Linked DNA regions of Mus musculus: all the other regions are linked to region 3. A link is a contact called in public promoter capture Hi-C data. All regions are on one chromosome and are shown on one strand. The core of a region is the stretch at or near the end of the contact, and the rest is flanking DNA. Distances in the headings are between cores, read along the strand shown. Region 1 holds the start of Tead3 (TEA domain family member 3). Region 2 holds the start of Brpf3 (bromodomain and PHD finger containing, 3). Region 3 holds the start of Syngap1 (synaptic Ras GTPase activating protein 1 homolog (rat)). Region 4 holds the start of Zfp523 (zinc finger protein 523). Region 5 holds the start of Tmem204 (transmembrane protein 204). Region 6 holds the start of Ppard (peroxisome proliferator activator receptor delta). Region 7 has its middle 7.6 kb from the start of Gm17801.

The links. Promoter capture Hi-C pulls out the DNA fragments that hold promoters and counts their contacts.
Region 1: a promoter capture Hi-C map of embryonic stem cells shows a contact between it and region 3, with 4 times the contacts expected there. The contact joins the promoter of Tead3 here to the promoter of Syngap1 in region 3. A contact is called at or near these places in 1 of 39 promoter capture datasets (embryonic stem cells) and 2 of 115 datasets of contacts at active chromatin or transcription factors (astrocytes and pancreatic cancer cells).
Region 2: a promoter capture Hi-C map of liver shows a contact between it and region 3, with 2.8 times the contacts expected there. The contact joins the promoter of Brpf3 here to the promoter of Syngap1 in region 3. A contact is called at or near these places in 3 of 39 promoter capture datasets (liver and pre-B cells) and 1 of 115 datasets of contacts at active chromatin or transcription factors (embryonic forebrain).
Region 4: a contact with region 3 is called in a promoter capture Hi-C map of liver, with 2.5 times the contacts expected there. The contact joins the promoter of Zfp523 here to the promoter of Syngap1 in region 3. A contact is called at or near these places in 3 of 39 promoter capture datasets (the SN4741 cell line and liver), 1 of 484 Hi-C or Micro-C datasets (bone marrow-derived macrophages) and 1 of 115 datasets of contacts at active chromatin or transcription factors (pancreatic cancer cells).
Region 5: a promoter capture Hi-C map of pre-B cells shows a contact between it and region 3, with 2.5 times the contacts expected there. The contact joins the promoter of Tmem204 here to the promoter of Syngap1 in region 3. A contact is called at or near these places in 2 of 39 promoter capture datasets (liver and pre-B cells).
Region 6: a promoter capture Hi-C map of fetal liver shows a contact between it and region 3, with 2.7 times the contacts expected there. The contact joins the promoter of Ppard here to the promoter of Syngap1 in region 3. A contact is called at or near these places in 4 of 39 promoter capture datasets (fetal liver, liver, maxillary cranial neural crest and 1 more) and 2 of 115 datasets of contacts at active chromatin or transcription factors (embryonic forebrain and pancreatic cancer cells).
Region 7: a promoter capture Hi-C map of liver shows a contact between it and region 3, with 3 times the contacts expected there. The contact joins the enhancer-like site here to the promoter of Syngap1 in region 3. A contact is called at or near these places in 7 of 39 promoter capture datasets (the C10 cell line, the SN4741 cell line, hippocampal neurons and 3 more).

Annotation. Positions count from the first base shown.
Region 1 is chr17:28,348,675-28,352,759 of GRCm38.p6, forward strand. It overlaps Tead3 (TEA domain family member 3), which reads right to left and starts at 2,131. Exons shown (of 13, transcript NM_011566.4): 1 at 1,935-2,131. Tulp1 (tubby like protein 1) reads right to left here. Exons shown (of 15, transcript NM_021478.2): 15 at 2,841-3,328. The coding sequence ends at 3,195.
Region 2 is chr17:28,798,350-28,802,641 of GRCm38.p6, forward strand. It overlaps Brpf3 (bromodomain and PHD finger containing, 3), which reads left to right and starts at 2,777. Exons shown (of 13, transcript NM_001081315.1): 1 at 2,777-3,012.
Region 3 is chr17:26,939,422-26,943,727 of GRCm38.p6, forward strand. It overlaps Syngap1 (synaptic Ras GTPase activating protein 1 homolog (rat)), which reads left to right and starts at 1,829. Exons shown (of 19, transcript NM_001281491.2): 1 at 1,829-2,097. The coding sequence starts at 2,031. It overlaps Cuta (cutA divalent cation tolerance homolog), which reads right to left and starts at 117. Exons shown (of 7, transcript NM_026307.3): 1 at 30-117.
Region 4 is chr17:28,175,316-28,179,320 of GRCm38.p6, forward strand. Zfp523 (zinc finger protein 523) reads left to right here and starts at 1,881. Exons shown (of 14, transcript NM_001357995.1): 1 at 1,881-2,210.
Region 5 is chr17:25,078,711-25,082,998 of GRCm38.p6, forward strand. It overlaps Tmem204 (transmembrane protein 204), which reads right to left and starts at 2,404. Exons shown (of 3, transcript NM_001001183.1): 1 at 1,554-2,404. The coding sequence starts at 1,833. All of the region lies in intron 18 of Ift140 (intraflagellar transport 140), which reads left to right.
Region 6 is chr17:28,230,612-28,234,643 of GRCm38.p6, forward strand. It overlaps Ppard (peroxisome proliferator activator receptor delta), which reads left to right and starts at 2,143. Exons shown (of 8, transcript NM_011145.3): 1 at 2,143-2,253.
Region 7 is chr17:25,279,623-25,283,856 of GRCm38.p6, forward strand. No RefSeq gene overlaps it. Among named protein-coding and RNA genes, the nearest start is that of Gm17801, 7.6 kb to the left of the region's middle. Within about 2 kb of position 2,624, at least 63 of the 459 cell types and tissues checked have an H3K27ac peak or open chromatin away from gene starts, as enhancers often do. A contact at or near this core is called in liver, where this site is marked.

The DNA of each region.
Region 1 (4,085 bases), core at 881-3,380, 1.4 Mb after region 3:
CTGTTCCAGCAAAAGCTCCTACATGGAACTGTGGGGGCCCTGAAAGGCTCTAAGTAGCCATCCAGTGACCTCTGAACCCCACTTACAAGGGCAAGCATCCCCAACTCCACACACAGCCTCCCCTGGCCCTTCAGTTCTGTCTCAGGCCACCGTGCTTTGACTACATGCCCTTCCCCACACTCTGCTCCCAGCCCTCCCTGCACTGTCCCGGGCGACCCACCCATCCCTCTAGACCCCTCTAGGCTCAGCTTCCATGATGGGCCTGTGGGATGAGGGACCAAGCACCTGAAGAGCTACCAATACAGTGGGCAGCAAACCAGAGACCCAGCTCCTGCCCTTGGTGGAGCTATCTTTTTATGCGTATTTCTTTTCTCCCGACAGCAGAACTAGTTAGGGTCTAAAAATTCAGTGATGGTGGATGAGAGACTCTGGATAGACACACACCTGTGTGTGTGTGTGTGTGTGTGCACTCAAAAGATTTCCTGCCAACCACTGGCCATTCTGTTCCCCAAAGTGCTAATTAGCATTAATTACAGTTCCCTCCCTGGAGGTGGGGAAGGCCTGGCTTCCAGCCCCTCCCTGAGGAGGGGGGTAATTCAGTCTCCTGTCCACTCTTGGCCCAAGGGATAAGTAGACAGACCCTCACCCTTCCCATGAAGGAAGAAAAGGCTTGTCAGACAACGGGGAAGACCAGAGTGGGAAGGGAAGACCGGATGCCCTCAACTGCTTTAACAAGTGTCAGGAGAAGGAGGTCTGGGGACTAGGAAGGGCAGAGGCATAGTCCTTACACCTTCAACTAATAGCTGCTTTCCCTCCTGGCAGCAGCCCGCAGCTGGTTGTGAGTGTAGGGGTGTCCCAGACCCCAGCACTGAGGCAAAACCCTGTGTGTACAGATCCAGGCTACGAGAGTTCAAATACACGGAGCCACCATGGACACCAGTCCCTCAAAGCTGTGTCCAGCCCCCACCGCCATCCTCCGGGCTAGGCTACAAGTCCAGGCCTGACTTGGTTCTGCCCCTACCTGGAGAGAGCTCGAGATACAGAGAGAGGGACACAGGCCCTGAGAAGCCCGGCCCTAGGCTTCGTTCGTTCCCTCTTGCTCTTTAAAAAACTAAGCCCTCAATCAGGGCCCCTGTTGGGGGGGGGGGGGGGGGCGGGTAGAGTAGGGGCTAAAGTGACACTGCCCCGAAGGCCTGCTGGGGCTAGAAAACAGACCCACATCAGCGCTCCAGCCTCCCTTCCCAGGCAGGAATAAAGACGTGACAGACAATGGAGAGGACCCGAGTGGGAAGGGAAGCCCTGTCGCCCACAATTGCCTTAACAAGTTCTCCGGAGAAGTGCGGGGAAGGCCCCAAATCCAGCCGCGTCCCGAGCGAGGCTCCTGGAGCAAGGAGCTGGGACTCGCCCCGAGGCGGGCGGCAGAACTGTAGGGGACAGGCGTCCCCCCACGCCTTTGGGTGCGCACACGCTCCGGGCTCACACTGTGGCTTCCAGACACCCGGGCCGGGTCCCAGCGCAGCCGCGAGCAGCGCGCACACCGGCGCGCCCTGGCTAAGGCCTGCGTGGAGCCCGGGGCTCGCGGGCTCTCGGGAGTCCAAAGGGCGCCCCGGATACGAGTCCCGGCGCAGGCCTTCCAAGCCCGCGGCTCTGGGCGCACACCCCGGCACACGGCGGGGCCAGGCCCGGGCACCCGGGACACTCCGGGCTTCCCAGCCTCCGGGTCGCGGGGGGGTGGGGTGGGTGGGCGGGGCTTCCCGGAGAGCGTCTCCCCCCTTCCCTCCAAAGTTCCCGGCACCCAGGTCCTGGGCTCCGGCGCGGGCTGGACAATAGCTCAGAACCCCTAGAGTGTCCCGGGTCCCCGCCATCCAGAAGCCACCCGAGCAGAGCAGTCACCTCTGCGCGCGAGGCCTCCGAGTTGCATTCCCCGGGCTTACCTGCTCCGAGCTCCGGGGGGCGCTCCGCCGGGCCGCTCCGCCGGGCCCGAGGGAGTAGTGAGGGGGGCCGGGAAGGGGGGTCGTGGGCAGGGGGATGGCCGGAATGTACGGAATGAGCCCGGCCGGAGCGGGAGGTGCTGGGCGCGGAGGAGGGAGCGAGCGGGACGGAAAGTTTGTGTTGAGGGAGCCGGGCGGGGGGTGGGGGCTGCGGGCGGGAGGGGCGGGACCGGTAGGCGGGGCCAACGGCGGGCGGGCCCACGGGTGGGCGGTGCTATTTGGGGGGAGTGATCTAAGGCGGGCCGGGGCCTGCTGTCTCTCTAACCACCCAGTCCCAAGAACGCCCGTAGCTGTGGATTCACACTCCCGCGCACCCCATTCCTCGCTCGTCGTCTCAGAGTTCCCACCTCCCCTACACAACCCCCTTGTGGGTACTCCGCTGAATCTAGAGGGATCAGGTCTGGGGCGGAGCCAAGAGGAGAGCTCTGCCCCCTAGGCTGAACTCCTTGGAGGTGTTTAGGGTCCTGGGGAGCCGCGTCCTCCGCATCCAAATGACCCGAGCGCGCACGGGGTCTCGGGCTCCCCACCCTTCTACTCGGGTCCCGGGCAGCCCAGGCCTCTGCAGCTCCCCTCCCGCCCAGAGCCCGCCCCCCACTCCGGGGCCTCAGACTTGGCTCCGCCCTGCCCGGACCCGGTTTGTCTGGTTCTCCCCGAGTGGCTTGTTTCTCGAATTTCTCCCTTTCTCCCTCTTCCTCTACCTCTAGGGCCCTCCCTCTCCTCCCTACTGGCGGAGAGTCGGGGGCCCGGACCCTGTGCGCTTGACGAGGTTCCATAGAACAGAAGGGGACGCGGGAGCGCGGGGCCAACGCAGGCACCTGAGTTTACACACATGAATCCAGAAACTACCGATGCGTTCAGCCTCGGACGTGACTTTATTGGGGATGTGGGTCCCTGGCTCTGCTTCACCATCGTCCCCTCCCCACCCCCTACAAACCCCCCAGCGCGGGGTCGGAGGGGCCTCGAACATCTGACTCCGGCTCTCTGACAGGAAGTGACTGGGGAGGAGGGGGCGAGGCAAGTACTTTTGGGCGACCAGATGTTCATCTCCATCCCCTCTGCCTCAGCCGGTGCCAGGCTGGGGGAGTGGAGGGGGGAAATGCCCGGAGGTCACGGAGAGGGGTGAGCCCTTCCATGGGAGCTGTGGGGGAGGGACCTTGCCACCCCCAACCGAATGCTTTCCCAGCGCTGAGGAGCTGTGGGGGGTCACTCGCAGGCCAGCTTCCCGTCGAAGCTGGAGAGGGCGATGGCGAAGGCCTGCAGAGCACACAGCGGGTACCGGTAGTCTAGGGTGAAGGCGTCCTCAGCCACGCGGCCGAACTGCAGCACTATATAGTCAGCTGTGAAGACAGACCGTGGGGTGACCTTGGACCCCATCTCGACAGGCAACCCCTCAACAAAACGAGGTCTTGCTCCTTGATGTGGAGTCATAGCCCCCATGCAGCTTCAGGCCACCTTCCCCGTTCTGGGTCATCCAATCAGCCCAACCCAGCCGCTACAGGGTCTGTCACACGGAGTCCGCAGGGCAGGGGCCCTGCGGGGTCTGTCACACGGAGTCCGCAGGGCAGGGGCCCTGCCTTATCATCCACCACCTGGGGCTACAGTAAACCTGTAATCTAGCAGTACAGGGAGGGACCCTGTCAAACTTGCCCAAACCAGAACCCTCCCTCACCGAGTTTTCAGTTGTCTTTTGGCCTCATTCCTCTGGCCTGCCCATAAGGCTAACCTTTGACCGCAGTTCAGACCCTTCTCCAACCCCAGGCGTTCCCTCCCTTAGCCATTAGCGCTGGACTCAGGCCTCTCCCGTTCTGATCAGGGCTATCAGCAGCAATCAATCAGCCACCCCCCTCCCCTTTCTCCCTTTTCTATCTCTTCTGAGACTAGACTTCTTGTAGCCAAAGCTAGCCTTGAACTCCCCTAATCCTTTTGCTACCTCCCTCCCAAATGTTCTGGCCTGAAACTCTCTGAGGATGAAGCTGGCTACCTTAAATCAATCAATCAAACCAACCAACCAACCCTCTACCCCAGCTCTGGTCTGATGGCAGACCAAGCTTCTACAGGAACTGGCTTTGAGATCAGTCCCAAGGTCAGGAGACA
Region 2 (4,292 bases), core at 1,527-4,026, 1.9 Mb after region 3:
ATTGGAAAGACTTAGAATGTGCATTAAGGGAGCTTAGGGTCTCAGAGAAAAAAGTATGTGTTTTTCTTGTTGTGTCTACTCTGATCTCAGCCCTAGTGTGTATGTTCCTAAGTGAACACGTGTTCCCATGGTCAAGGTTAAGGAGCAGAAAGGGGATCAGGGAAGGCTAAAGGTTCAGTGTTAAGGAAGGACAAATACAGATGAAGGAGAGAAGTCAGAAAGACTATACACCGCTAACTGCTTTTCATAAAAGAGTTTCAGCTCGTTTATGGATTTTTCCCTTTTTCTTGTAGTGGAAAATATATTTGACACTGATTGTGTAAAATCCACTGTGAAGCCCCACAGCTCTGGGGTAGCTATTCTAGCTTTAAGAGTCCACCATCTCAGTGAACTTTGGGTCTGGTTAATTTGGTGTGTGTGTGTGTTCACTATGAAGTTTTGTTTTGTTTTATTGGGACAGCCTCTCTCCGTGTGGTGCTGGCTGGCCTGGAACTTGCTATGTACACTAAGATGGTCTGGAACTTACAGAGATCTGCCTCCTGTGTGCTAGGATTAAACGCATGGGTAGAGCTCGTGATAGTTTTAATGAAAAAGAAGAAAAATAATCAAACAAATATTTAGAGTCAAAGGCAGAGTCCTTGTTTTGTTGTACTTAATTTCGCACTGCTTAATGGACAGGCCAGGGACTGATGACTTCAAACTCTTTAAAATAGCTGAAGATTAAGGCGAATTAAATGCAGTGCCTCTGGGATGTCTGATCCAAATTTGTTTTTAATGACATAATTGTCACATATTACATCTGAGATTACATCCCAGTGAACTGGCTATCTGTGAGGTTATGCTACAGAAAACGAATTTCCCGTGTCAAAAGGAAAACAAGGGCGGCGCTAATGTTTTAAGGGCGAGGGTGAAGAGGGGGAGAAAATTTTGTTGAGCCCAGTCTCATAAAGTGACCAGGAATGGCTGGTGACAAGAGGAGGCTGACATGTGCTCTCAATGGATCTTAAATCACTGCAAGGACAAGCTGCGACATCTTCTCAGGGTTTTTATTTGCCTAATTTAGAGGGTAGAGGTCCTTCCCAATCATGCAAATCAGGTCATGCCCAGAAGCAACCGCGAAGAATAAAAGATAAGGAGACACAAGTCCTATGTAAATGTTTATATTTCATTGTAAAAGAACAAGACGTGAAATTCCTATTTGTTCCTCAATTTTTTTAAAGCTAAAAGTAATTGCAATATTTTCTTCCTCTAGGGCCTTCCCTTCCACAATTAATCTTTCCACACCTTCCCTCCTGTGATTATTCCCCCAAGCTTTAACAACAGTTGACTAATTCACAGCATTTCTGCTTCAAAGCTTTCAAAACACTGTGGGGTGGGGGTGCTGGCGGAGGCGATTGCTTGGCTCCACAAGCCACGCCCTTTCCTTCTTAAAAATTGGTTATTTTTGCAGTATGTTATTACCATCTATCAAGAACACACTCCTGTAAGGAAACCCAACTTCCATGCTTCACTCAACTGGTAAATTCTCAACTCTTAGGATGCTGAACACCTATACTTCAATGTAAATAAAAACACAAGGTTTGGGCCGTGAGAAATGTTTATTCTCTACTCTTTCAACTGTAGTACCCAGGTCCTGGATACCAGAGCCAATCGAGCAATTGAAAGTCTCACCAGCCGTTCGTGTAGAGGAAACGCTTTCAAAATATATCATTCATCTTCATCTTCGATAGCAGTTTATCCATATATCCTTTATAAGCATCATTAAGTATTGGTGCTTAAGATCTCTGTCACGAGGTAAGCTTTCAAATTTATAGGTACATGCGCTCGTGGAGGGGCAAAGGGACCTTTTCTTCTATTTATTTTTTCTTTTATTAGAACAAAAGGCAGCTTGAGTACACTTCAAAGTCTGGGAGTTGCTGTTTGACAGGCAGGCTGCCTTTGAGAAAGCCGTTCAGTGCATTAAATTAACCGACTCCTGGCCAAATCAAATTCAAGGGGAAAAGTATTTCCCATGCCTAGAGTGACAAACGGAATTACGAGGCACGCTTAAGCAGACTGTCAAACTTTTATGTTTACTTAAAAAAAAAAAAACTCCACACAGATGGAAAAGTCTGGTCCGTGGCAGCCTTGTGTGCCAGGAGAGGCTCACCTGTACACACACCACAGGCACGGGTCTTTCCCGGGCTGTCCGCACTGGGGGAGGGGATGGGTGGACATCGCTAGACCTTTGTCCCGGGGGCCTGGGGAGGGACGACTTTCTGGAGGCTTCGCAGCCACCTGCACTCTGGGAAGCCACACACAGTGTGGCCCTCCGGGGTCGTCCTGGGGCGAGCTTTGTGGGTGGGTGGGAGCATGGGCGTTCCCACCTCGGGGGCGGCGGGTGGCCCCACGCTCTGGCTGGGATGGGGTGAGCCACCGCTCCGTGGATTCAGAGTGGGAACCCCGACTAGATCAGCTCTGGGACAGGCCCAGGGTGAAGCGGCCCCGCCGCGTCCGCACCGCCACCGTGAGGCCGTGCCGGGGACGGTGCCCCGTGGAGGTGGCGCTGCCGCTTCGCGCTCATCTCCCCGCCCGTCTCCCCGCCGCCGCTGCCGCCGCGCCGGGCTGGGCTCGGGCGGGGGCATCCGCTCCGGTCTCCCCGCGCTTTCGCGCTCCCGCTTCGCGTGCGGCGGCTCGATCCGGGGAGGGAGTGAGGGAAGGGGTGGAGGTGGCGGGGGGAGGCCGAGGGGCGGATCCTGCCTGGGGGCTGATCCCTCCCTCCCCTCGGCCGGGCTCCGTGGCGGGCGGCAGCGGTGGTGGCGGCGGTGGCTCCATTCCCCCTCCTCCCCCGGGAGAGGCGGCCGGGCCCGGGGAGACGGAGCGGAGGGCCGGAGCGGGAGGAGGCCGCGCTCCCTCAGCCGGGCCGCGCACGGAGCTGCTCGCTCGCCCGGCCCGCTCGCCCGGCCGCTCACCCGGCCGGCCGCGCTCGCGCTCAGGGGGCCCCCGAAGCTAGGGGCCCGGCCGGCGGCTGAGGTAAAATGGGGGCGGCGGCGGCGGGGCCGGAGCGAGCGGGGGCGGCGGGGGCCGGCGGGGAGCGAGCGCTGCGCGCGAGGGGGCGGCCGGGGCGCACAGGGGTGTCCCGATGGGGCGTGGGGGTGACGCGCGACCTCTCCCCCGGAGCGAGGGCGGCGACGAGGCCGGGAAAAGCGCGCGGAAGGGAGCTGCAAAGCGAGGACCCCCTCCCGCACCCGCCATCTTGTTTCTCCCCGGTCCTGGCAGCCAAACGGCTAAGCCCCGCCCTCCCCGTGCTCCCCTATTGGCCTGGCTAGACCAGAGTCCCGCCTTCAGGGGCCGCCCTCGGCGCACGGGTTCCCCCTTGACGGGCAGGTTGGGCGGCCAATAAGTGCTTGCATCTCCGCGTCCTCCCCCCCCCTCCCCACCCCTCCGCCGTTCGCTGGCGCTCGCTTTCTCTGTGAGGGTCGGACTCTGCGTCTATCTGTGGTGCGCCTACCCTCTGGGTTGTTTTTTTTAGGGGGAGATATTTCTCTTTTTTCTCCTTCGGGGGGTGTCGTGAAGATTCCACTGGAAGAGGAGTCCCTTTAAAGGGACAGAGACCTTGTCTGGAGTCTTACCTGGTCTCATGAGTCCCTTGTGTGGCGTGCAGGGCGGGTTCCGTCCAATTGTTGAAACTCCTCATTCGGGGGCCAGGGTGAGGTGGTCGAGTTGGGGATCCCGGGTCGCTAAGAACGTCTCTGAAGGGGGCTGTTGGGGGTACTCGGCAGTGTGTGTATGGGAAGAGTTGTGTACGTGAGGAAACTCCCGCCAAAAAAAAAATACCAACCCTGGTCTAGTTGTTAGCTCCTTGTAGGCGAAACTCTTGGTTTCCCCTGGCAGTAGCCCAGCTGGGTCCCATGGGTTTGCCCCCTGTGATCGCATCGCGGGAGCCCCGAATGGGGATGGAGACGACTTCTGAGACTACAGGATGGGGTTCTTGTAGATTCTTCAAAATCGATACTGAAGTGTGTGTTTCCTCTCCAGAGGCTGCTTGCCTTTGGAGAATTGGGGAATGGAATCTGTTGGCTGGGACTACTTTTGAGACCTTGAGGTTGGTACGGGATCTCGTGCCCTCAGGGCTTCGGGTTGAACAGAAGTGCGGTAAAGGTCCTTTAGCTCCAAATGGTGGTGTATGCCTGCCTCAGGTTGCTCCACAGCCAGGTTAACTTAAGTCACACCTTGGGACTGAGAGGCCTTTACACTGTGGTTGTCAATGGTGACTTATTGATCATCCTTAAGAAGTAGATATTTCTGCCCTT
Region 3 (4,306 bases), core at 579-3,078:
CGAGCCCCGGCGGAGCGGCCGCCTCTTACCTGCAGTAGCCACGTGACGCGAAAACAGTGTGCACCACGTGACAGGAGCAGCCCTGCCTTCCCGGAGTCTCCAGACCTGGCCAATCCCGGCCCTCAAGTGGCCCGGTAGCCCCGCCCTCTTAAGTGGGCGTGGCGTCGAGCCCTCCGACCAATCGGCAGCTTTATCTGAGGTCGTGCGCCCCAGCGGCCCGCCCATTTCCGTGAATCCTCAACCGGTTGCTGGCAGGGGAACGCCGCTGCGGCGACCCGCCGTCACGTGATGAGGCCTGTCCTTTCAGGCGGCGCCGCCTCAGGAGCAGCGAGCGGAGGCCAATTGCTGGCCGGCCTCGCGGTCCACGTGACGTGAGACCTGGCGACCCGCGCTGTCGCTGCGTCAGGCTGGGGCCGGGGAGTTGTCCTGAGCTCCGGAGTGTGCCTAGTAACAGCCCCCCTCCCTCCCCGCGCTGACAGGCAGCCTTGGGTGGGGACAGTTCCCCCCACCCCCCGCCACCGCCCTTGCGTTAGCACCGAGCTGAGAAGCCAGCTGTCCCTGGGTAGGGGGCAGTGATCAGGCAGGCTCAGACCTGGCACTGCCGTGGCTGGGAGAGGAAAGACACCTTTTCAAAGCACTGGGTGACACCTGTAAATGGGCTAGTGGGTGATGGAAGATACCCAGAGCCCAAAGCTTCGGACAGAGGCTGACAAATGAGTGGAGAGGAGAAATGAGAGTTGCAAGTTAGAGTTCAGAGTGTGACCCTGTTCTTTCCCCCTTGCTGACTCTTCTCCCCAGGACTGGCCCACCTCTCGGTCTTGGGTCTCCTTACCTTCATCCATTCCCCCAAGGAACCAGGACCTGCCCTACATAACCTCCCTGGAGCCTAAACACATCCAGTGACCCAAAAATGGAGAGGGGACCAGTGAGAGGACAGAGAAGAGGGTGGAGACAGCAGGAAAAAGGGCCCTGCCGCCCAAATATTAGCCCTCCCTCCAAGGTCTGGGGTCCTTGGCATGGGTGGCTCCTGTTAGGCTTCTGCATTTTCTTGAGTTGGGGGGGGGGTTCTCAGAGATCCTTGTGTGTGTAGGTGAGGGGTTGGGGGTCCAATATTTGGGTCCTGTGGGGGTGGGGGTCCAATATTTGGGCCCTTCCTAGGGTCTGGGTTACCTGGGGAGTTGTTTCAGGAAATTGAACCTCGCAATCGGTCACTAACTCACATCTTTCAGATGTAATGTATTTTAGATCTCTATGTGGTCATCTTCATCTTTGGGTCAGCCGAATGTCTCCTCCTTCATCCCCAAGTTTGCAGTTTCTTTGAGATACGAATGTGGGGTTTCTTACCTCTAGCTAGATTCTAAAATTTAATTCTGGCCTGGGGCACTTTCTAATATTGGCTTCATCTTTTTCTTTGGGTCTAGGTCTCTGTTTTGGGTCTCCCAAACTACAAGTCCAGGGTTCGAATAAGATTAACATGGGTCTGGAGAACCTTGCTGACACTAGAGTCTCATATTCTGGTCCCTGACTCCTTTCTTTAATTTAGGGGGTGGGGTCTGAGCTCAGAGGTCTCTTTCCTTCTAGATTTGGATCTGTGAGACCCAATTTGTTGAGTATGGAGGTGGGGGGGGGGTGAGGTGGTGAGTATCTTTCTCTGGGTCTGGGGTCTGTCTGAGGGTCTTGGGTCAGCTTCTACGGGACTTCCCTGGTGTGTATGAGTCAGGGGTCCCTCGTTCTCTCCTTTTCCGGGTCTCCCTGGGTAGGGGTGGGGGCTGCAGTCTCTCCCTCCTCCTCCTGCTCTCTCTTCTCTAGCTCGCTTCCCCCGCCCCCCCTCTCTCTGCTGCCGCTGCTGCCGTTGGCTCTTATTCTCCTCCTCCTCCTCCTCTCTCCTCCTCTCTGCTCCTCTCCGCTCCTCTCTCCTCCTCTCTCCTCCTCCTCCTCCTCCTCCACCTCCTCCTTCTCCCCCTTTCTCTCCCCCTCTTTCTCTCTTCTTTTTCTCCCCCCGTCCCCCCGCCCCCTCCCCCTCAGGCCTGATGAGCAGGTCTCGAGCCTCCATCCATCGGGGGAGCATCCCCGCGATGTCCTATGCCCCCTTCAGAGGTACGGTGGTGGTAAGGGGAGGGGAGGGCCAAATGGGGGGGCAAGAGGGGGAGGGGCAGCGGGCGGGGGAGGGCCGGGGCCACCGAGGGGAAGGAGCGGCTGAAATGGAGGGAGAGGGGAGGGTCGGGAAGGCAGAGGTGGGAACAGTGGGAAAGGAGGGATTAGAGGCATAGGGGTAGGATAGAGGGGCTGGGACACGGGCCTTTTCAAGGGGGCTGAGGGGAAGATGATGGAGGGGAAAGCGCGTCAGAAAGGGATGAGAAGGGAGGACTGAGTTTGGGGAAAGGCTGCAGAAATGGTTTGGATTTGGGAGCAGAGTGAGGAAGAAATTACCAAGGAAGTAGAGGCATGGTCTTGGGAGAGGGTAGGGGGGAAATGAAAACACAGGCGGCATGAGAGACCAAGAAGGTGGGAAGGGAATTTGGTGAGGGGCTCAGGGTGGTAGGACTTAGGAAAAGAGAGGAGGATGGAGGGAGGGAAGGGGCCAGATGGAGAAAGAAGGTGGCAGTGGGGGGGTGTGGGGGGTCCAGATGGAGGGAAGAGAGGAGAGAGAAAAAGGATTGGGGGAGGGGACACCAGAGAAGGGGGAGGATCAAGTGGTTTTTTTTTTTTTGGTTTGGGGGGGGGGATGCAAGTAAGATTGAGGGGTGGGGACAAGGGCCAGATAAAAATCCTGAGGGTAACTGGCCCTCATTAGGACTCTGGAGAAGTGAGATGCAATCCCTGAGTCTCATTTGCTTTCTTAATCGCTTTGACCCCTTCCCCCACCCCACCTCTTCTTTCCAGTCCCCCTCCCTGCCTCTGCTGTCCATCACTTATATCTTTCCCCCCATATGGTGTCCGTTTCTTATATGAGTCCCCCTTCTGTTCTTCCCCTGTATTGGTCCCTATCTCATATCTCTTCTCTTTCCCTCCCTCTCTTCTAATAACTACCTTAATACACCACTGCTGCTCCTGGGCCCCGTGTCTCAGATCCCCTGACAGGTCTCTCTCACTCCCTCTGCCCCATGTTGGCTGAAACCTTCTGGTCCATTCCCTTGCCCTAGGCAAGCAACCACCATCTTTACCATCTTCCTTTTCTCTTAGGTTCACGCTGTTACTTGTCCCTCAGCTCACCCTCTGTTTCCTATCCCACTTCCCATCTTGTCACATGGTCTGTGCTTATTTCCTCTTATTCCCCAACCTGGTGATTCCTCTCTTCTTGTCCCCTCTGCTTCCTGGGGTGATAGAGATTGGGGGGGGGGGTTACCAAAACACAGGTTTTGATCGTTGGAACAGGGCTCTAAGGAATTCCCCCATCTTGGACCCTTGTGGAACTTCTCATTCCAGTAAAAATTTCCCATTTCCCTGTCCTCTGCCATGTTCCATTGCTTCCTAGGGTCATTAGTATTCTTAACTATAGAATCTCTCTGTGTGTGTGTGTGTGTGTGTGTGTGTGTGTGTGTGTGTGTTGTACCTAAGCTAAGATTCCCTGTGTCCCTTTCCTGTTCCCAGTAGAACAGTGTCCCTTGAGGTCTATCCTGCTTGCCCAGCTGCAGCCTAGAGCAGCTCCTCTGTTGTGTTTTGGTTATATGTATTAACAGATTTTTCCCCTGGATACACCATGCGTTGAGATGTACTAGGCCTCAAGTGTTTGTGATCTAAGTTATGGAAGGTTGTTGTTGCTATTGTTGTGCTGGGGCTTTGAATCCTAGTGGGGTTTTTTTTGTTGTTGTTGGTTTTTGAGTTTTTTGTTGTCATTATTGTTTTGGTTTTTTTCCCCGACCACTGAGCTATAATGACCAACCCTGTCAGTGACCTTTGATATTTAGAAAATATGAGTAGAGTTTCCAAGAAAGCATCGAGACAGTGAAATTTTGAAAGCATTGTGAGGTCTAGGCACAATTCCCAGGTGTTTATCTTTCTGTCTGACCTGCAATTTGGGTAAATTTGAGAATGGTGGCCATCATCAGTAAGGGGATGGAGTTTCCTAAAGTTACTCTAGGGCCTGGAATGAAGCTCAAAGGCCAGTTCTCCTGAAACATGCCCAAGTTAATTACCCTGCACAGGTGATAGCCCTGGACTTTTCTTCCTGTGAACATCCTCCAGTTGATCCCTTAAGCCTAGTTTTATCACTCCAATATCACCAATCTAACTCTTCTGACTCCCTGAAGGCCTTTCCTTCACTGTGTCCCCATAAATGGTATGTGGCAACGATGCTATCGAGACA
Region 4 (4,005 bases), core at 631-3,130, 1.2 Mb after region 3:
CACCAATCTTTCGGACCTGGAATGTTTTAGAACCGTTGCTTTGGCTGGGTATAGTGACTCACGCCTTTGATCCTAGCACTTGGGGAGGGAGAGGCAGGCAGATGTGTGAGTTTGAGGCCAGCCTGGTCTACCTAGACTAAGATGCAGGCCAGCCAAGGCCACGTGGTGGGATGACAACTTTTATCTCTTCCTTCAGACAAATGGTTTCTGTGTAATGGAGAGGAAACGAACCGAATACCATCTGCAAGGAAGAGCTATCTGCCCATATGGTAAAGGGTGGTGGCGCTGAGCAGACATCCAGGTCACTCGGAATTCTAGTATTTTCAACTCACCAGAAAACTAAAAGTGATCCTGAACTTTTTCATTGAGTATGTGTGTGCATTTGTGAGTGTATATAAGCAAGCACTGTCTGTGTGTGTGTGTGTGTAAGCATGCTACCATGTGTCTTTGGAGTTCAGAGGACAACTGGGGGAAACAGGTTCTCTTTTCCCACCATATGGGTTCCAAGGATCAAACTCTTGCCAGCCCTGATGGTGAACTCTTGACCCTCCTGGTTTCACCTCCCCAGTGCAGGGGATTACAGTTGTACACCACCGTGTCTGGCTTTCTTGCTGTATTTCTAACCAATAATCCGTGCTATAAAACCCTGGAAAGATCCCATGTGTGTCGTGCTAGGATGGCAGAGCTGGCTCTAACTGGGTATATACTAGGGCACCAGGTGGAAATTCCAGTACCACACTGGGACCTCGGGGTTAACATGCCCGTGCCAAGGCTCCTCCCCCTTCATCTTCTTATTTTTAATTGGAAGCTTATTTTCTCTCAATTTCTGAAAATATCCTGAACCACAATTCCTCCCTGCTTGGAAGAGAGATAATAAAAAGAACTTTTAAAGTTAGGTGTCAGGTGTAAAGATGAGGCAGGAGGATCACAAGTTCAAGGCCACCTTGGGATCCACAGTTTGAGTCCAAAAAAAGGACAAAACTATGGAAAAACAGAGAAGAAAGGGGGCACTTGGTTTTGTTCCTCACACTGCTACCCTATCAAGGGGACCTGTTGGTTTTGGGGAGCTGATGGAGGAATGAATGAACGCCCAAGAACCTGAGAAGACTCTCGGGGCGTTGTCCCTCAGGGGTCGACCATCAGAGTGTCATTTCTCAGGGAAGGCAGTAGAAGGAAGCAAGTGTTGTCAGGGAACCTTCCTTCAGAGAGAATCATCCCTCAGGAAGATGAGTCGAGCAGAGGGGAACGTCAGGGCCCTTCCTCAGGGGACAGGATGGGTGCACCATCCCTCATAAACACTCACGTTCCCCAGGGCATATGGGAAAAGCCAGTACTGCAGGGAGAATTGTCCCGCAGGAAGGACTGTCAGGGCTCCATCCTTCATAATGCTGTCCCCCCACCCCCACCCCTCGGGCATCTTCCCACAAAGTGCAGGAAGGATTGTCCCTCGGGGTGCAGTCCATGCAGAAGGACCATCTCTCACGGAGACTGTCCACAGGGAGGACCGTCCCTAAGTCCCTCAGGGTGCTGAGCCCCAGTTCACCTTCTGACAGAGCGGGAGAGAAGCGTCCCTTAGGGTGAAGTCCCAGGGGGAGGACCATCCAGCAGAGATGACTGTCGGGACGCCATCCCTTGGGGCGCCGTTGCACAGGGCGCTGGGAGGACTGTCCCTCGGAGTCCCATCCCCTCCAGGCGTCTGGTCACCGTCCTCTGCAGGAACCACCTAGAGATACCTGCAATGGCTTCCTCCCGAGCAGCCCACCGCCGCTCGATTTTTTCCCCCGTTGCTATGGCGACCGCGGCTTCCACCCGGCGTCGTGACGTCATCACGCCCTCCCCGGGCGCCCGGGCTGGCGAGGCCGCGTCACCCGGCGGCCAGCGGAGAGAAGAGCGAGGCGGAGCTCCGAGGCTCGCCTGAGGAGACTCGGCGGCCTGGGCTCCGGGGCCCGGGAACCGGGATAAGCAGGCCGGCCGCCGCGGCGGAGGGGGGCGGGCTGGAGCGTGGCCCCGCGCTGGTCATCCGGGTTCCGGGGCCCGGCGGAGGCCGCGCCGGGAGCGAGAGGGAAGTGCGGCCGCCCTGGAACCTGGATATCGCGCGAGGCAAGCCGCGCGCGGGCGGGCTATGGCGCAGGCGGGTTGCGGGGCCGGCGCTGGTGGCAGGGCCCGGTGCATGGTGGTCTGTCGGCGGAGTCGCCCTCGGGGGCTGTCAGGTTGGTGGCCGCGGGAAGAGTGGGTCCACCGTGCCCCGAGGCGGGAGGCTGGGCGAACGCGGGGCCCCGGGAAGGTCCGGAGCCCGTCGTGCCCACCCTCCTCGGTCCCTGGCCTGGCGGCTGGGCCTCCCTGGACGGCGGCCTGGCCCCACCCCCACCCAGGGTCCCTGCCCCTCCATCCCGCCCTGAGACTCCTCCCCCAGGACTCCCAAACCCCGCCCTCCTCCTCCTCCTTGACCCCATACACACACTCCTGACCCCCAGACCTCACAAGGCGACCCCCAATTCATTGAGTGCTAACCCCAGCCCTGCTTCTGGACCCTCCAGTCTCAGTGCTGATACAATCATTACATGGCTTCCAAGAGGCCCGTAGTCCCTAGTGACCCCCTAGACTACCCTCTGTGGGCACCCCTTAGTCCTCTCCTGGCTTCTGCAAACCAGACTCGGGCTGTTTCCCACCCACTCATCCACATAACTCGTGATCTTCGCCCCGTAACACCATGATCATCTCACCCTCCTGACATCCCTCTTTAACCCCCCCCCCCGCCCCCAGCCTCCAGTGTCAATCAGCACATACATAACTTATGCCCACTGCCATGCCACCGTTGTGGTGATCAAGAGTAAATGGAAATGAAGTATCATTTGAGGCAGGAAAGGATTCTAGATTGAGTGTGTGGTTCAAGTTCAAATTCTATCATGTTGAGCTTTGGAAACCTTGGTGGAGGTCCTTTCCTTACGGTGGACTTGAGTTTCTGATCAGAACTGTGATGAGATTGAGTTTGGTGATTCCCCAATGTTTCTTTCTATTAAAATTCTGCAATTCTTAGTCAAGACAAAAATAGCGAACTTTTTTCTACGCTGCCTCAGAAATGTAGTCCTTGTAACCTCACCCTCCCACCCCCACTCCCAACCTGGGTCTACTGGCTTTACCGAACAGTATTTCTTCATTCCTGTGATTGTCTACACTCTGCCCCCTCAATTGGACTCTATCAGTTTGTAAAGCCGTGCAGCACAGAGCTTCCCACTGAGTTGACATCATGAGCTTGGCCCTTCAGCTGGGGAACTTTTGGCAAAGCATTTAAAGCCTGAGGTAACAGGTGCAGAACATTCAGGACCCTTCTGCCTCACAGGAAACCTTTACCTTTATGGTAGAACAGTTGTTTTTAGTGAAGGTCTAACTACTGGGTGCTGGAGATGCCACAGACACCAAGCATATGGCCCACGCCAGTCACTACTGCTGCCATCTTGGAATCCCTGTCCCCATCTCTGATGAGTGCCTTACCTCTCACTTGGACCTTTTTCACAGCCCCTTAGTAATGATCCCCCTGCCCCAGAAACTACTGTATGGCAAACTTTATTTATATAGATTAACTAGACCTCTCACAGGCCAGACCTATTAGCTCTTTCTGTCACCACTCCCTCCCTGCCTTTTCCTGAGAGTTGCTTTAAATAAAGGAATCTGGAATTGATACATTTGAACTGACCATGCTAGAAAACCCACCCACTCGGTTGTCTCTCATATCCTGACTTCCTGGTTTTCCAAATTCTCCTCAGGCCCTTGCTCCTTGCTTTCCAGGAATTCTTAAATTCAACCTTCGCCCATCTAATCACCCTCAAGGGCTTCTTCTCCTTGTCCCATGACTAAGTAACTTTTCTCACCCTCTTCATGACCCTTGACCTCTTATCCCCCCAAGACCCCTTGCACCTTATGTGGAAAGGACACCACACCCTTCTTTAAAACCCCTATCTGAGGCTCCTGTAACAAAGGGCAGATTAACAGGCGAAAAGCATCGCA
Region 5 (4,288 bases), core at 1,154-3,653, 1.9 Mb before region 3:
CAGGCTCACATAGGTGGGAACCTTAGGCACAGGTAAGGGGGAAGATGAGGGGTACTCAGGGCAGGCGCAGCTGAGGCTGCCATGCTGCCACTTAGATGTGGACAAGGAGGAAGGTATAGGGGCCCTATTCGTTCTATTGGCCTGACCTCTGGAGGTGCAGAGTGGGAAGAACAGATGTCTACACAAGATGTTCCTGGGATGACCTGATAGAGCACAAAAAGCGGGGAAAGGAGGCAGGAGTGTGCACATATCACAAGGCATGGTTGGCCTCCTCAGAATCTTTATGGCCTGGAGTGGGCTGGGTCTGGAATTGGCTATTCTCAGAGCCTAATGAGAGGCACTAGGTAGGAGCTCCTGCCTATACCTGGCCCCACCCCAGAAGACCTGAGGCTTCTAGGACTGGGCAAACCACAGCCCATATGAGAAGCTTAGGGAAGCCTTGAGGTTACTAGCTCTCCTGCTTAGGCAGAATGGTCATAGGATGCACAGGGAGAGCTCTCCATGGACACATGACAGAGACCCACATTGAGACCCTTGGCCTCCCACAAGGCATCTAGCTCCTCAGAGTGCATTCATCTTTGATCTTCTCAATAAAGGGCTCCCTGCCTGTCAAGACCCAAGGAAAGAGGCCGAGCTGTCCCGTGGTAAGCTTGGGTGCCTCTGCTCGCAAGAGGCGGGTGGTGTTCCCCTGCCTTGTCGGCAAGCCCTGTGTCAGTCATGACCAGGGCTGAGGTGGTTGCACTGGGCACATTGCTCAGGATTTCCAGGAAGTCCCCTTACACTGAACAGATGTTCACCTACGTCGCATGCTTTCTAAAGACCAGCGTCATCTCCCGACAGCCGCCATCTGACCTGTAGCCTCCAAGGCAGTTTGTAGGAGACTGGGTACTTGTTAGACAGACCCTCTTGTCTGCTTTAGGGGGTCATTACCAGGAAAGAACTCACATGTCAGCAGATGTGTCGATTTTAGATTGCATCCTCATATTTATGAGGCCCTTTATTCTCGTACTCTCAAACAGTGCATGCTATTTAAAGAGACGTTTCCAACTCCCAGGGTAGTGCATAGACCCCAGAACAAGAGAGCTGGGAAAGGAAAAGGCCACCATGGGCGTCAGGGAGGTAACACTCTGCCCTTTGCTGCTCTGTGCCTCCTCTGGTCTCCCGGACATCCCAGCCAGAGTCTCCTGCACTGTCCGAAAGGCCCTGACCACCTCAGCCGTTAAGACAGAACTCAGCCACATGTTCTCACACTTCTTGTTTTCCTTATTAAGTAATATTTCTTTCTAACCAAGGAAAAATGACTTGCTTTGATTAGGATACCCATCTTTCATCCTTCAGCCACATGTAATGGCAGAGAAGGAGCCTCCAGCCACGGGAGTGACTTCTTGTGAAGGAAGCCACAGACAGAGTCTAAGCTGAACAGTGGAGCTCTGTAGCGTTGCTTGTCAGGGTGGGCAGGAGGTGCAGGTTCCCTGCTGCCACCCTCAGCATGGACGGACACAACCTCCCCTCACCTAACCACTGGAAGGTGACAGAAAAATAACAAGACTTACGTTTGACGGTGCCTCGGGACTCCTGGAAACCTGCTGATTCCGAGCCCCATCCTAGAACCTCACAGTCATGGGTGTCCACCTGCCCAGTTCGAGTCCCAGGGCTTGTGACTCCCTTACCCCTGTCCACCAGCCAGCAAGACTTCCACAGCCCCACACTCCGCTTGCGTCCGTCCTCCAGCGTCTGGTACACCCAATTGGGGGTGAAGGCTGCTGCGTTGTTGAGGATGAGGGAGACCAGGGCCACCAGCACAGCGGTGGCCACAAGCTTCTGGAGAGTCATCTCTGACTTCCAGGACTGTCTATCTCGGAGAGTTCCAAGTCCCAGTCAGCCGCTGTGCATCCAGAGAAAGCCAAGATGCTGCTAGGGGTGGCTAGAGGACATCAGCACTCATCCTTGGGAAGCTATGCGGCAGCTCCAGCCCGGCACAGGAGGATGTCGCCCATGGGACGGGTCCAAGAGAGCTACTCACAGCCCTGTCTTAGCCTGCCTCTTGAGCCTGGAGCAGGGACAAGCCTGTGCTGAAGCTGGTCTCCCCAAGACCCATTCCAGGGAGAAATCTGGGGCACTGGCTGCACCAGCGAGAATCCAGAGTTGTAAGTGGGTCGTCTTCTTTGGAACAGAGGCCAGGGAGGCTGTGTCCACAGTGCCTCTTGCCTACAGCAGTGGAAAATGGACAGCAACTCGGGAGGCAGGCACAGCGTGGGAATCAGCCAGGTTACGCGCCTCAGAACGGGCTGTGGGAGCCAGTCTGATGGAGGAACAGGGTTGTGGACGCAGTGTGGGTTTGGCCACCTCTCTGCTATGTATCCCGTCTTGGTATCTCTGCCACAAATGGCAGGTCCTGAAAAGCAGAACGCCTGCCACAAGGAAGCATGTGTATGCGCGTATGTGTGTGAGCTCCCGTTTCCCTGTCTCTCAGCAGAGAGGAAATGGTTGTTTTTGAGGCTGTTTTTGGTGAGCAGGAGGGCGTAGCCAACTGCAACAAATAGCAGCCCTGCCACAGAGCCAGACACTAACAGGATGTGCTTCCTGATGGGAAAGGCCTGGGGAGACTTCAGAGGCCTGCTCCAGCCCACCACTGGCTGCCCCTCCCCATCTTCCTGTCCCATAGGAATAGTCAGGGATGCCAGCCAGGACACTCATCTTCTTACCTGTTGCCGTCAAACCTAGCCAGCTGTGCTAGGTCCCGGACCAGGGGATGCTGCAGACAGCACGGGCAGGCAGAATCCTCAGGGACTAGGTGTCCATCCATCCATCCATCCATCCATCCATCCATTGCCTAAGGCATGATAGGTGCTGTGAATCCCCAATGTCTAAAGCAGTGGTTCTCAGTCTGTAGGTCATGACCTCTTTGGGGGTCAAATGACCCTTTTACACGGGTCACCTGAGACCATCAGAAAACACAGATATTTGCATTAGAATTCATAACAATAGCAAAATTACAGTTGTGAAATAGCAACAAACTAATTTTATGGTTGGGGGTCACCACAACATGTGGAACTAATGGCAGGACAGAGTAAGGTGTAGAGGCACCTGAGGCAGGCCACCATCTGCTGACAGAGATCCATTCACCTCAAGGGAGCAAGTGTACTCAGACCTTACAAGGAAGGGGAACCTTGAGGAACCTCTGCAAGGGGTTGTTCTTGGGCTGGCAAGAAAAGGTGGGATTCTGTAAGGGGTTGTGCCACCAAGCAGGCTGGATAGCTGATGTGACTTCTGAGCAGCCAAGTTTGCTTACTAGCAAAGTGCTCGCTCCCCTGAGGCTGGACAGAGCGACTGTACATTTGCTCTCCTTCCTCATAGCGCTTCAGCTCTGGTAAATAAAAGCCACCAGGTCTGAGACTGTGTCCCGCCTCCAGAGCCTCCCACCAGGGTTCCAGAGCTGCATAAATGAACACAAGAACGCAGGAGCTGTGGGCTGAACCATCTCAAACACACGTACTGCACCGCACCGCACCGGGCAGGATTGGGACAGCCTGGTGCTGACTAGTGCACTGGCCGGGACAGGCCGGAACCGACCTTTCCTGTCTTCATGAACTGACATGCTGGGCCACCCCCTACTTCCTAGTGTGGCTGCCTTCAATCACACGTTCCCATATATAGTCAGGCTCCTGGCACTCCTTAAGTTTACATTCCAAAAGGCAAGGACTCTGTCTCTGTCCAGCCTTTTGACTGTCAGCAGTTCTGAGAATGTAAGTCCTCTGAGGAATAATATGATTTTTCACCCTCAAGTTTGTAGCAAGTGTCATTGTGGCTTATTTATATTTTTTATTCTTATTGCTCAGGGCCTGAAGGAAATTTACGCTTCATTCCAGGTCTCTGGGCCAGCCTCCCTGTGGGGTATGTTCTAAGTAGGAGGGACTTGACAAGCCGTGTGGGGTGCCATCTACCCTCAGCTTGTGCTATGACTCCGAAGGCACTTAAGTGGTACAGCTGTCATTGTTTCTGCCTGTGCCTCCCCCCAGAGGCAGAATTAGGGTGCAACATCTCCTACACAACACTTCAGAGATGAAATATTTGAAAGGAAGGTCTCCCAAAGTCTCCGTTAAGAGAACATCTATTTTCCTCCTTTATTTTTTGGGTGGTTAGTAAATGGCTAATTCCCGGTGAGAACCGAGAAGCTGTGTTAAGATTCTCTAACTCTCAAACTGATGACATCCTCCTGTCTCAGCATTGTACAGCTGGCCCTGAAGGCTGCAGGACACGTGTGGGCATCTCAGGGAGGGAAGGCCCT
Region 6 (4,032 bases), core at 893-3,392, 1.3 Mb after region 3:
TGTGCTATGGGATAACTAAGGGAAGCAGGTCCCGCCCCACACTAGGAGTGGAGGCTGCCCAGGCTTGCCTGGTCTGCTGTGTTTCTGCAGTGCTGATGATGGCAGCTGATGGGGTGGTGGGTCTGGATTTGGACCTGGGAGGAGTTAGGGGAAGGAGTGAGCATGACTATGGTCAAAATACAAAATGGGCAAGTGTGAAATTCTCAAAACCAACATTAAGAATCTAGCAGAGGAGTAGAGTTCTTGCTTAGCATGAAGCCCTTGTTCCATACTCAGAGCCACATAAACTGGGTCTAGAGGATTCCAGCATGTGGGAAGTGCAGGCAGGAAGGTCAGGAGTTCAAGACCAGCTCGAGACCCTCCACCAGAGCTCTGCCAGACACAAAATGGCAGAAATCTCTGACTTCCCCAGGCCATTTTTTACTACAGTCTTGGAGGACAAGGGAAGTGATATCTAAAAACTTAATACAAATTCATTTCAAAAGCAATAGAAGGGAGCTAGGGAGAGAGCAGGAAAGTTAAGCGCCTCTGCTGTTCACGCAGAGCAGCCAGCGTTCAGATCCCGACACACAGGGAAAAGCAGGGTGTGGTCCTGTGAATTCCTGTAATTGCAGAACCAGGATAGCCCAGGCTTGATGGCTGACAGCCTATCCCACCAAACCAGAACCGCTCGTGCATGCATCAGGAGACCAGGCCTCAAAGGAAAACCGTGGAAACCTATCCTTGGAAGACACACAGTACCCTTCTCTGTCCTCCAAGTGCACACGCGCACGTGCGCACGCGCACACACACACACACAGACACACACACTCGAAAACAAAGCAGAAAAAAAGTGGTGTGGGGTTCTCCAATCCAGCGAGCTAAGGATGCACTGTAAGGAGTGCCAGACCGGGCAGAGGTGACCTTTAATGGCGGTGTGGAGGAGGGAGGTGCCTGCTGACTTTCCTGCCAGCCAAGTTTTGTTCATTCTAGGATGATGAAACCAGCCAGTGACAGATTGCCTTCTGGCTACATACTCTCTGTGGTATATGATGAGTTGGGGTGACAGGCAAGCCCAGGTACAGAGTTCTTGTCTTGTCTGGTCCCTGACATCCAGCGACAGAAATCTCAAGTGGGAGAAAAGTTCTTTTAAAATTTGTTTTCTATTTGGCTTCACAAGGCCTATAAGCACAGGCTGGCCCAAAACTTTCTCCATTGCTAAAAATGACCTCAAACGGGTCCTCTACCTCCTGAGTGCTGGAGTTAGAGTGCCATCATGCCTTCCAGATCTTTCTTTTTTCTTGTGTGGGTGTATATGAAAGTGCACATGCGGTGTGTAGAGATTGGAAGATAACCTTCAGGAGGCAGTCCCAGGGACTGAACTCAAGTCTTCAGGCTTGGAGACAAAGCGATGACCCGTTGAGCCATTGAACTAGCCACCAGTTAAAAAATTGGGGGTGCTGAAGAGATGCTTCAGTGGTGAAGATCGCGCTTGCTACTCTTGAAGAGGCTCGCTTCCCAGCATCTACATGGAAGTTCTCCATTGTAACTCCACTTCCAGGGGATCCAACGCCTTCTTCCAGACTCTGCAGGCACTGAACGCACATGGTGCAGAGACAGACATGCAGACAAAACACTCTGACATATAAAAATAGATATTTTGTAAAACGTATGCGTCTGTATTTTCATTCCCAAGTCTCCCACCATATGCCTCTCCCAAGCGCCTCTGAAAATTACAGTTTGCCTCTATTCCTTCCCCCACCGCCCTTAGCTTTGCTTCTTGCTTCAAACCACACAAGTCTATGCCTAGTTTCTTCTCAGGAAGAGTGAGGAGGTTGTATTAGATGACCTCCACCTTCTTTCCGCGCTTTAAAGCTTTAAATATCGTTTCGTGAGGCTTGCTTTGACCAGCCCTAACTTCTCCCCAGCGCTTTCCTCAGCTGCTGCTCCCACGTCTGACTGCAGAGGGCGCTGCAGACGCGCCAGGGCAGCTGTGCAGTGGGCGGAGCGATGGCTGTCAAAGGAGTGGCTCCAGGCGGCGCGGCGATTGGCTACTGCTATGGCGGAAGGGGGCGGGGGCGAGTGCTTAGTTGTGGGGGAGGGAGCCAGCGGCGCGGTGACATCACGGGGCTGGGGGCGGCGCCGGGGCTGGGAGCGTGTGACGCCGCAGGCCGCGGCGGACCTGGGGATTAATGGGAAAAGTTTTGGCAGGAGCTGGGGGATTCTGCGGAGCCTGCGGGACGGCGGCAGCGGCGCGAGAGGCGGCCGGGACAGGTCCGTGCGGATCGGGAGAGGCCAGCGCGGCCCGGGCTGAGGTGGATGGTGGGGTCAGGGGCTCCGAGAGCCGCTTTCCGCGCCTCTGCGGCTCGTCTATGCTCGGCTTGCGCGCTGAGGAGCCACCGCTGGGGTCTCCACCGCAGGGACCCCTGTGGTTGCTCGGAGCCGGCCTCCCTCCCTCCTCCCACCCACCCTGATCCCTCTAAAGCCCCGTGGCTTCATCTCCTCTCAATTCCAAAGAACCCCATGTCACCTCCCTTCTGACCCCCTTTCTGAGCGCCTCCCTTGCTGTCCCGCTACCCAGGCCCTCCTTGGAGATCCTTCCTGCCTCCCTCGATAGCCTTCCATCCTTGCCCTGTCGGTCAGTGCTCTCCTCCTCTCTGACCCGTTTTCGGGTTGCCCTATCCCTCCCCATCTTCTTTAGGATGTTGTGAGCCAGTCCGGTTTATCCGAGCCCCTTCTATCCTGGCTACCGGCAGAGGCCCCACTTAGGCTCAGCTCTCATCTCCTGTCCTTTTCACCTCCTGTCACCCGACTGCCTCGCTTCTAGTTTTTTTTTTTTTTTTTTTTATGCCTCTGCTTGAGGAGAACCCAGAGGTGCACGATAGGCTTCCGTTTCACCTTCAGTTGAGCTGGGAGTGGGGTGTTGAGCGCCAGCTTGACCAGATTTGTTCGGGTCACAGGTTTCACTGGGTGTTGTATTGGGAGGGATGGCCAGTTGGTAGGCCCTCGTAATCTCAGCTTTATAATACTTCCCCTTTATGAGTCTGTTGACTTCCAGGAACCCTTGGGGGAGACGGCTCTGAGTTGGGTGTGTGCCAGGGGTAGCCAGAGGCTTCATATAACTCTTTTCACCCTTTCAGGAAACAGGACTCATTTGGGATATTATGGAATGTATTTAAACCATGATACGGTGCCTTCCACGCACTGCCCTTTTCCATACAGCTAAGAGCAGAAGCTATGCCCTTGGTTTTTTTTTTTTTTTTTTTTAAAGATTTATTTATTATATGTAAGTACACTGTAGCTGTCTTCAGACACACCAGAAGAGGGTGTCAGATCTCGTTACGGATGGTTGTGAGCCACCATGTGGTTGCTGGGATTTGAACTCCGGACCTTTGGAAGAGCAGTCGGGTACCTCTTACCCACTGAGCCATCTCACCAGCCCTGCCCTTGGTTTTAAACTTGGTTTTTCCTCCCTGTACTGGCTCTAGAATGTTTGCTTACAAGTTACATTTATTTATTTCTGTGGGGTGTGGATGTGGGGTGGGGTGTAGGTCAGAGCACAGCTTACTGGAGTTGGGAGGTGGCTCTCTCATTCGATATTGTGGTTCCTGGAAATAGACTCGGGTCATTAAGGTATGATGACAACCACCTTTACGTCCTGAGCCACTTCACCAGCCCCAGAATACATTCCCGTTTTAGTTTTTCAATGGATTGTGGGCCTGCTAGCCCTGGGGCTGTTGGGCATCTGTTCCCTTAATCTTGGGGTCTTGGTCCAGCGACTGAGTTTACCTCCTGTCTTTCACTGACGGAATGTGCCTCTTGTGTTGGTCACTGGGCATGGTTCCTCGGTGCCCTTTTTCCTTCCGTTTCCTGGGCATCTGTATTTACTGAGGCTGGGAGAGGCAGCTGACGTTTCTTCCCTTTGCCCAGGTGTGGTCTGGGGTATTGCCTTGGTATCTGCCTGGGCAGGTCGAGGGATTGCACCAGTGAGGCCTTGCAAAGGAACTTGGGCTGTCTGCTTCCAGGCACAGCTCAGTTGTATGCAGAGTTGAG
Region 7 (4,234 bases), core at 1,374-3,873, 1.7 Mb before region 3:
GGGTTTGGTCACTGTCTTAGTTTCATTGCTGTGAAGAAACATCAGGACCAATGCAACTCTTATAGGGGACAATGTTTAATTGAGGCTTGGCTTACACTCTCAGAGGTTGAATCCATTATCATCATGTCAGGAAGCATGGCAACATGCAGGCAGACATGGTGCTGGAGGAGCCGAGAGTTCTACATCTTGATCTGAAGAGACTGACTCTTCTGTAGGCTGCCAGTAGAAGGGTCTCGTCCACACTGGGTGGAGCTTCAAAGTCCACCTCCACAATGATGCACTTCCTCCAACAAGGTCACATCTCCTGATAGTGTTACTTCCCGTGGGCCACGCATATTCAGACCACCACAGTCACAAATTGTCAATGGTCTTGGTCACTGAGGAAACAAAATATAGAAGGTCAGATTTAGGGATCGCTTTCTCTCTTTCTTTTTCATCCCTCTATCTTTATCTCCTTTCTAGTATTGGAGAGAAAAGGGGGGAGGGAATAAAAATAAAAAAGAAGGGGGTGTAGGAATGATAGGCTACAAGGGTAGATTATTGAATATAGTTTTAGACTAGAAAACAACTACACGTTTCAAATATATTACATTGGTATGAATTTTGTATATTGATAGAAATTTAAGGTTTTTTTTTACTATATATATAGTGTATATATGGTTTTGCTCTTAGGTATTATACCTATGTGACTCATTTAAAAATGTATTGTAAATTTCTAGTCTTTGAAAGCTACTATTACATACTGTTTATGATAATTAAGAAGTACAAGTTACTTGTCAATCAAAATTGTGGTCTTACTAGGTACCAATTTAATTAATTACAAAAATAAGCTTTATTTAGCCCCCTGTAGATTTCAAAGTTAAGCTAGAAACAAGCAATATTTGCCTATTCGGGCATACTTTAGATAGATAAATGGTCTTCAAACACTTCAGAGATCTACAGAATATGGCATTTAAGATGTTTTAAACCCTTTAAAACAAAAGGGTTTTCATGACAATGAGATACTTCAGGTCTTGGCAGCACCCCCATACTCCTTCAATAGAGTATGGGCATTGAAGTATGCTCCAATATGGAGTTTGTTACAAGTGTGGCAAAGAAAATGCCCTTTCCTCAACTGCTGACAGCATGCTGTCTAAAGCATGGGCAAGCAGGACACTAGGAAGTCAATTGACCAACTTTGCAGAGTCAGGGTAGGCCAGTCCTTCATAATCCTGCTTCTCAGAAAAATCTGTCAGATATTCTGGGCCTGTAGGCTGAAGATGGGTGCCCCAGCCCCACCATCACAGAGCAAGCTTGGGTTCCTGTCCAAGCAGCCAGCGGTCTCCATCATTTCTACAGTTTTGGAAGCTGCTTGCTCTGCATTTCCTGTACTTGGGCAATGTTTTCTTTCTCAGGTCTCTGATGGGGCTGAAGACTAGTTACTTAGAGTCTCACAATTAACCTGAAGTTGATTAGGATTTAAGAAAATATTTTCAGGTGTAAAAAGATTTTTTTTTTTTTGGTTTGTAATATAAGAAATGATAAAAAGCAATTTAGGAGGTGGGGCAGTGGTGGCACATGCCTGTAATCCCAGCACTTGGGAGGCAGAGGCAGGTGGATTTCTGAGTCCGAGGCCAGCCTGTTCTACAGAGTGAGTTCCAGGACAGCCAGGACCGCACAGAGAAACCCTGTCTCTGAAAATAACAACAACAACAACAACAACAACAAAAAGAAGCAATTTAGGTTCTGAACTCGGGGCTTGCCAGGGTTGGATAGGGAGTGGCGTACTTTCTCCAAGGCTACCAATACAGATGGACTAGACAATGGGAACGTAATTCTTACCTGATAGTTCTCATAATTGGTTTTTTTTTTGTTTGTTTTGTTTTGTTTTGTTTTTTTTTTTTTAGAAGAACAGGTATCATATCTTTCTCTTATATGAATTTCCTGGATTTTTTTTTCCATTTTTTATTAGGTATTTCGCTCATTTACATTTGCAATGCTATACCAAAAGTCCCCCATAGCCACCCACCCCCTCTCCCCTACCCACCCACTCCCCTTTTATGGCCCTGGCGTTCCCCTGTACTGGGGCATATAAAGTTTGCGTGTCCAATGGGCCTCTCTTTCCAGTGATGGCCGACTAGGCCATCTTTTGATGCATATGCAGCTAGAGTCAAGAGCTCCGGGGTACTGGTTAGTTCATAATGTTGTTCCACCTATAGGGTTGCAGATCCCTTTAGCTTCTTTGGTACTTTCTCTAGCTCCGTTTGTTTTGTTTTTTTGTTTTTTTTTTTTTATTCTTTGAGACAAGATTTCTCTGTATAGCCCTGGTTGTCCTGGAACTCACTCTATAGACCAGGCTGGCCTTGAACTCAGAAATCCGCCTGCCTCTGCCTCCCGAGTGCTGGGATTAAAGGCGTGCGCCACCACTGCCCCGCTCTCATAATTGTTCTTATTGTATATAGCTTATTGCTGTTAGAGAAAATCCTTTTATTGGACTAAAAGGGGGAGATGTTGGGATTTCCTTTTTGTGCACCGTGTAAAGGGTGTCTATTATTTAAGTGCCAGTTGCTGTACTGGCAGAGAGCTGGGCACAGGCTGGACTTTGGTACTGTTATCTGTATTGGATCATCACCCGCTTTAGCAGTTTGTAAACAGTCACTCCCCTTGCCTTCTGATTGGTTTAATAAAGATCTGGTGTCAGTAGGTGGGCAGGAGAGGAAAGGCGGGACTTCCGGTCGAGATAGGAACTCTGAGGAAGAATTGAGAGGCGGGAGATTCGCCAGCCAGCCAGGCATGGAGGAAATCGTACATACCAGGGCTGAGTGAGAGGTAGCAGGCCTCGAGGCACACACGGACTAAAATAAACGGGTTGATTAGGTTATATGAGCTAGTTGGGAAATAGTCTAAGTCATAGTGCCTAAGCTTTCATAAATAATAAAAGTCCGTGTCATTCAGGAGCTGGTGGGTCAGAGACACTCTGGTGATCAAGGTTACCATCCAGAGCATCTGAAGAACTACAACTCAACAGCAACACCTTTTCTAGCCCAGATCTGGATGTCTTTTGCTTCCTCCTCACACTGAAGCTATACCACTGACTCCAGGGTCTGTCAGCCTCGGCCGAGCAAGGAAGGTAGCCCTTCCTTTCTCTCTGTAATAGCCAGCCTTGGTTGGTTGTCAACGTGATTTAGAATTACCTAAAAGCCAAGCAGCTGGGCTCGCCTGAGAGAGATTTATCTTGACTGGATTTGGGACGACTAAGATATTGTTCTGTTACTGTGAGAACCTGGGGCTGGAGAGATGTCTCAGTAGTTAAGGTCACTGGCTGCTCTTCCAGAGGCTCTAAGTTCAATTTCCAGCAAATACATGGTGGCTCACAACCATTTACCCTGGGATCTGATGTCCCCTTCTAGTATGCAGGCATGCATGCACACAGAGCACTCGTACATAATAAGCAAAAAACAAAAAAACAAAAAAAACCCAAAAACCCACCATGACCAAGGCAACTTATAAAAGGAACCAATTAGGGGCTTCCGTACAGTATCTGGAAGCTTATAACCTCATGCACAGGCAACAGGCAGAGAGAGAGAGAGAGAGAGAGAGAGAGAATCTTGGCCTGGCCTTGGTCTTGGCGCCAACAAGGCCACACCACCTAACCCTTCTAAAACCATGGGGATAAGACATTCAAATATATGTGTTTATGGAAGACATTCTCATGCAAACCACTATAAAGACCATCCTAAACCTGGAGCATTCGAGGTGGGAAGAGCCACCCTAAATATGAGCCACATCTGATGGCAGCCCACATAAAAAGACATGGAAGAAGGAAGCTTTTGCTTTTTGCCTGCTTGCACTCACTCTTGTTGGCATATTCATCTACCCCGCAGCTGAGGCGTTACTTCCCTGCTATTAGAATCCATTTCTTCAGGATTCTATCAGAAACTGAAGACCCCCAGAGACAGCTCAACAAACAAGCTGAAGGACAGACTGCTTATGCTGAAATGGACTGTTGCTGAAGGCAGATGATCAGGACTGCAGCTCTGAAGGATCATCGAATCAGCAGATCTTCATGAGGGCATTTGGACTGTTGGTGGGGTTGACACTTGTTTCTCTTGTAAAAAGTTAAATTGTACAATTTTTTAGTTTATATAAAAAGGGGGAAATGCTGCAGGATATTTGATCACCCTGTGAACCCCCAAGATTGTGTCATGGTGTGGCTCAGCCCTTAGCACACACCTTTAATCCTTCTGGCTGGAAT